2 separate regions of the Sus scrofa genome follow, and region 2 is linked to region 1. A link is a contact called in public HiChIP or PLAC-seq data. All regions are on one chromosome and are shown on one strand. Each heading gives the region's core, a stretch centred on a gene start, on an enhancer-like site or on the middle of the called end of the contact. The rest is flanking DNA. Distances are from core to core; before and after follow the strand shown. Region 1 overlaps PLXDC2 (plexin domain-containing protein 2). Region 2 overlaps PLXDC2 (plexin domain-containing protein 2).

Evidence for each region. HiChIP or PLAC-seq counts read pairs in DNA pulled down with a chosen protein or histone mark.
Region 2: a contact with region 1 is called in an H3K27ac HiChIP or PLAC-seq map of alveolar macrophages. The contact joins two enhancer-like sites. A contact is called at or near these places in 1 of 47 Hi-C or Micro-C datasets (embryonic fibroblasts) and 1 of 2 datasets of contacts at active chromatin or transcription factors (alveolar macrophages).

The regions. Positions count from the first base shown.
Region 1 is chr10:54,500,732-54,503,767 of Sscrofa11.1, forward strand. All of the region lies in intron 3 of PLXDC2 (plexin domain-containing protein 2), which reads right to left. Among named protein-coding and RNA genes, the nearest start is that of PLXDC2, 170 kb to the right of the region's middle. Within about 2 kb of position 1,475, at least 7 of the 83 cell types and tissues checked have an H3K27ac peak or open chromatin away from gene starts, as enhancers often do. A contact at or near this core is called in alveolar macrophages, where this site is marked.
Region 2 is chr10:54,654,153-54,657,188 of Sscrofa11.1, forward strand. The region is part of intron 2 of PLXDC2 (plexin domain-containing protein 2); the gene reads right to left. Among named protein-coding and RNA genes, the nearest start is that of PLXDC2, 22 kb to the right of the region's middle. Within about 2 kb of position 1,564, at least 8 of the 83 cell types and tissues checked have an H3K27ac peak or open chromatin away from gene starts, as enhancers often do. A contact at or near this core is called in alveolar macrophages, where this site is marked.

The DNA of each region.
Region 1 (3,036 bases), core at 225-2,724:
TAACTGGGATGTGAAGTTTTACAATCCCTCTATTATCCGTTCTTGTGCGGAGCCAGAAAAAATATTGTCGCCAAGTTAAGAGAATAACAGCCTTTGTTGATCTCAGAAGGAATCTGTGCCAAAATTGTAAATATACTGTTGTCTTTTGTTTTCTTTGTCTTCGTTTCGTGAAAGTGGGATAGAAAGTCCAGACAATGGCAGAGGCTGAGGAGACCGTGCATGGGAACCATTCCGGGCGGTTTAGGTCTCACTGGGACACAGATGATTTTAACAGCCGCTACTACAGTCAGGGCTCTCAGGCAAAACAATTCCGATTCCTGACATCAACTCTGGAAGCTTCTAAGAGGAAAAAGCACACATATTCTCTCATGCCCATTGCTTGTACTAAGCAACATAAAAGGATTATTCCTAAAAGATAAGAAGGATCTTGTCCCAAGGCCCAGCAGAGAGCAGTCACTCTATAACCATTCACTTCCTGTCTTTCCTGTTCCCATTTAACTCAATCAGGCAAAAATTATTTTCCCCCATAGAGATGCAGCAATGTTCAAAAACATGATTTTTAAGGGCCAGGAAAAACAAACCTTGCTGAGAAGTTTCAGATGTAGGCTTTTGCTTCCAGAACAAGTGGTGGTGCGAAGGAGTTGACTTAGGGGACTTGAGATCCCCAATTATCTCCATCAAACCTCAGAACCCCATAAAAATAAACTCAAGAGCTATCCTCCTGTTATGAAATCTAGCTACAAGGCAAGTCCCCTTCCAGCCAGACTGAAACCCTGAATTTACTCCATATTCAGGTGCTGCAGCTGAAAATCATTACATAATCCAACGGCCTTTTTTTTTTTTTTTTTTTTTTCTTTCTTTCTTATATTAGAAGAAGCAGAGTTGAGTAGTAAGGCTAAATCTTGACAGCTGGTCAGGCCTGGGTTTGAACAGCAACTCTTTACTCATTAATGAGAGACCTTAGGAAAAATACTAAACCTAGAGCTGAAGGTACACTCATGTAAGTCACTAATATTAGCCAGTGAACCTGGGCATGCAAACCTCTCCAGGCTGATGTGAGCACCAGGCAAGATGATACCCATGCAGCACCTGGCAGTTCTCAGCACCACATGTGAGTACCCCTACCATCTTTCCTGCTTTGTATTGATTCAAAATACCTGGCATAATGTGGTCTCCCTCTGTTAAGGTGGAAAAAGAGAAAAATTGGCTGAATAATAAAATCATGTCTATAATAACAATAGGATTGTATTTTGAGGAGTGTTAATACATTGCGAGGCAAAAGGATTTTCTGTTTTACAAATGATTCAAAAAATTCAGCATCCTGCAGGGAGAAGACAAAATTCCAGGAGTCTGGATTCTCCCCTTTTAATCTCAATAGGTTACTAGGTTCTGGGCAGAGAGTAAACACTCTGCTTCTGTTGAGCTCTCCTTTCTTTAAACTGCACCCTGGCTAAAGAGCAGCTTCTGGAAGAATTATGTTGCCTACACTGAGTTGCTATAACAACATTGCTGCCAAAATAGCAGGCACTCTGCAGGAGTCAGAATAGCCTCTTCTAGATAGCTATGACTTCTGCTCCTAGCACATCCTCTGTTGCCTGGTTAAGGGGCTTGGCCGGGACCACCAGAGTCACATACTAGCTAAGGAGATGGAGGAGCGTTGTTAAAATTGTTGAGCTTCTCACATACACAGCATTCCCATGGCCTGTGCTTCAGATCTGAGATTCCTCTCACCACCAGGGAACCAAATGATGCCGTGATACTACCTGTAGAACCATGTTGTTATCTATTTCGTGAAGTTGACTTCTTTTCCTAAATAATGAGTATTTCAAGGCAGTAAAAATAATGTTGCCTCGTTCTTTCATAATATAAGCCTATTATTACCTGGGAGATGTAGGAACTGAAAGTTGGGGTTGAAAGAAGACCCAAACAGACAATGTCTAGACCATGGATGACATCAGAACTCTGACCCCAGTCTCCAGAGCAACCCGTCCAGGGAGCCAAAACACAGTCTGGAACAATCAGTCCAGAAGGTGCAGAACTTGATTCCTCACTGACAGCTTCTCTATTTTTTGTCTCCCTGCCCCACTCCAGACTAACCAACAGGAAGTCAAATATGTTCCCAAAATCAACCGCATGAGATGTTCTTCTTCTGACTTGCCACGTCCAGCTTCTTCATGTCAACAACCAGAATTGGAGCATACCTGGAGCCTTCTCTTGTTTCAACTGAAAAATTTTCCAACGCCCCTGACTGTTTTTAAGTCTCTGCCACTGGCCAAGTGACGGAAGCTAAAAGAGACTGAATAAACAGCTTCTGTTCTCATTTGACTGTTTTTTGCTTAATTCCATAAGACTCACCTGTTTGTTTTTGTTATATCTAGTGTACTAACAAGATCCTATTTCACGATTTGCAGTGCTAAAAATGATAGAAAATGAAGCAATGCAATACCACCCTCGAGGTCTCCAGGCAACACCCAGATCTGCCTAAAATGTGCCTACAGCAAACTTCCATGCTCACCAAACCCATCTCCAACCATCCTTCTCCTTCCACTTCGTGGCTCCAACCGTAAGAAAAATTACAGACAATCCTAGAGTGACCAGCCATTCCAGCTTGCCCAGAACTGCCCCATTTTTAGCACTGAAAGTTCTGCATCCCGGGAAACCCCTCGATTCCAGGTAAACTGGGACAGTTGGTCAGCATCTGAGACGTCTCACCATGTCACGCCCTCCTAAGACTCGTCCCCTGCACATGTAATTTGTTCTGCCAGGAATCTTCTCTTTTTCCATCGAGAGATTATCAAGCTGGTGAACTCCCCTCGATGGGCCAAGCCTGTGCCTAAACGCCCACTCCTAGGCGTCTGTGACAGCAGCCCAGCCCCCAAGCCTCCCAAGCAGGTCAGCCCTCCCTCCTCCACGTCACCCTTAGCCTGAACCCATTTTTGTACATGTCTCATGGCAAAGGCGTGATCCAGTCATGGCGTTTAGACTTCCTGACCCTCTTACACAATGAACTCCTGGCAGGCCGCAGCTGTATTGTGC
Region 2 (3,036 bases), core at 314-2,813, 150 kb after region 1:
GATGAGCCGAATGTGAAATGGATGTATCACGGAATAGTGTTCAGTCTTTATTAAAAAGGAAGGGAGGAGTTCCCGTCGTGGCGCAGTGGTTAACGAATCCGACTAAGAACCATGAGGTTGCGGGTTCGGTCCCTGCCCTTGCTCAGTGGGTTGACGATCTGGCGTTGCCGTGAGCTGTGGTGTAGGTTGCAGACGCGGCTCGGATCCAGCGTTGCTGTGGCTTGGCGTAGGCCGGTGGCTACAGCTCTGATTCAACCCCTAGCCTGGGAACCTCCATATGCCGCGGGAGCGGCCCAAGAAATAGCAACAACAACAACAAAAGACAAAAAGACAAAAGGCCAAAAAAAAAAAAAACAAAAAAAAGGAAGGGGATTCTGACACTCTACAACATGAATAAGCCCTGAGGACATCATGCCAAGGGAAATAAAAGTCACAAAGGACAGATACAGATACTGTATGAATCCACTTATATGAGGTACTAGGACAGTCAAAATCATAGACATGAAAAGTAGAATGGTCGTTGTTGGGAGATGGGAAATGGGGAGTTACTGAATAATGAGTAAAGTTTTATTTTAACAAGATGAAAAGAGTTATGGAGATGGATGGTGGTGATGGTTGCACATTATAATTGCATTTAATACCACTGAACTGTGCACTTCAAAATGGTTAAGATGATAAATTTTATATACCTTTTACCACATCTTTAAAATTTGGGGAAAAATATTGACTTGGTGCGAAGATTAAATGAGATATTATACAGTAAAATTCTTTGTAGAGTTAAAGCGCCATATAAGTATGCAATGGCCTGCCCTTTAGTTTGCCTCCCCACTCCCTCTTCTTCTTCTTGAAGTGGAGCTGCCCCTGATCCCAGTCTAACTCCATCTGGCATTGAAAGAAAAGAGCTCATTCCTGAAATGAATCGTGGTTGAGACATGCAGTGTGCCAAGCCCTGAGCTAAGGATCCAGCAATGAACAGTGAACTGGGTCCCTGCCATCTAAAGGCAACAGAGGCAATACGATGTGGAAAAGATAAAAAAACAACTGTTTTAGTGTGAAGGGGGGGGTGATTTCAGAGAGTGGCCCCTATCTACTGAGTGCATCACAGGCCATTGTGAAAAGATGCCAAGTGAACTGAAACCGGAATAACAAGAAGGAAACAGGAGGGCCCGCGTGGGAAGCATATCCTGCGTGAGAGGAAGTGAAAAACAAACACTGTAGTTTATGATGGGATCAGATAGATAGGCGGAGCCTGCTCACACAGAGCCTTGCAGGCCATGGGGAAAAGATTGGATGCTCCATTTAATTTGATGGAAAGTCACTGGAAGACTTTAAACAAGGGAGCACCACGATTTCATTCATACCGTACAAAGGGAAGGTTTCATGGAACCTGGCCTCCTGGCCACAGTGTTGTGGTCCCAAGGTGGACAAGGAAATCCTTTGACAGGACTTTTAAACTCTGAGCTGGGAGTATGTCAGGCTGAACGCTTCCAGAGTGGCTGACGCCTGAAGATGGCACTCACTGTGTGTCCTGCCACGTGGACCAGCCAAACAGAAGCCTGACTGGAAATGCGCAGACAGGTCCAAGAATGACAGATGGAGAGAGAGAATCTCTGACTGGAAGCCCTGTCCCCAGGGCCGTACCACATTGCTCTTCTTGGGCTCTGCGAGGCTGCTCCCCAAATTCCCTGCTTTGACTAAGCCAGTTCAAGTTAGATTTCTCTTATTTGCTGATAAGAGTCCTCACTTTCTTAAATTAGATGCTATTAGTATGGCTTTTACTATTGCAGTTGTGGGTTATATCCAAAGCTAGTGGTCTTTAAAAAAAGAAGCTAGAGGTCTGCATACATTATTCCTTTAGACTTCCAATACCCTTTGGTGCATTATTGGAAAAAAAAAACAAACTAAGAAACACTTCTCAAAATTGGTTCAAAACCTCCATTAGGGAGACCAACAAGCTGATTTGTCTTAGGGACTTAAATATACTTGATGACAAATTTCAAATGCTGTATTTATTACTATATATTAGAAAACACTACAAAGTTAATATTTAAAATATTAAAAATGTGTGCTATTGTAATTATGTTATATATTAACAAAGCATTATATCATCTATTCTGAACACACAAGCGAGTGTTTCGAGCCTGCAAGTTTTATTAAGAAAACATGTCATAGGTTCACCGAATTACAACTTTTTTTTCCCTTCTTTTTTTTACCAAAATGCAAGTGATAAAAGACTAACTTGTTTTATGCTAGTGACTTTTTACTAATATCTTGTCAGGTTAAATATCAAGAGCCTTATGTGAACAAGAAGTAAACTAAACTAAAAAAAAAAAAAATTGCAAAAAAGTAAAAGGAGACACCTATGTTTCTGATTTACAGTAAAGCATATGACAAAGCCATTTACATAGACAAAAATGATAAATGACTTAACAAGTTCAGTTATAAGCTGATAGATGGATGCACATTTATAATCACATTAGCATTTCTGCATGTTTATGAAACAAAACTCATTAATTTTGCATTCTGTTGTTTTGGCCTTTGCAATGCATTACAAAATTAAAATAGGACAGATAATTTAAGAAAGCACAAAGTTACTGCCTTATGGTCTGTTCATAAATATCATTAAATTATCTGAACCTGACAAGTCACTTTTTCATCTTTTACTTCCTTCTCTACTCATTCACTTCCTCGGCTCCCCTCCCCCACCTCTAAACACACATTCACACAAAATACACACACACACACACACACAGAGCGAAGTCACAGAGCAACGTTCCAATTATTAAGAGAAACAAACTTATAATCTACCCTGAAAGATAATCTACAGCTAAGAAGGTTTTATTGGCTTTAACTTTTGTTCCTGTTTTTAATTTCAGACTTGCGTAAGGCTCATAATTTCTTTATTTTTCACTTTAAGCTGGTCAGGAATGTCTTGCTGGGTAGCATGTTACAGAAGATAACAATCAGTTCTTTTAAAGTCTTCTAACAGTTTGATAAAACAACTAACTCACCTTGAAGGCAATATTGGGAGAAAAT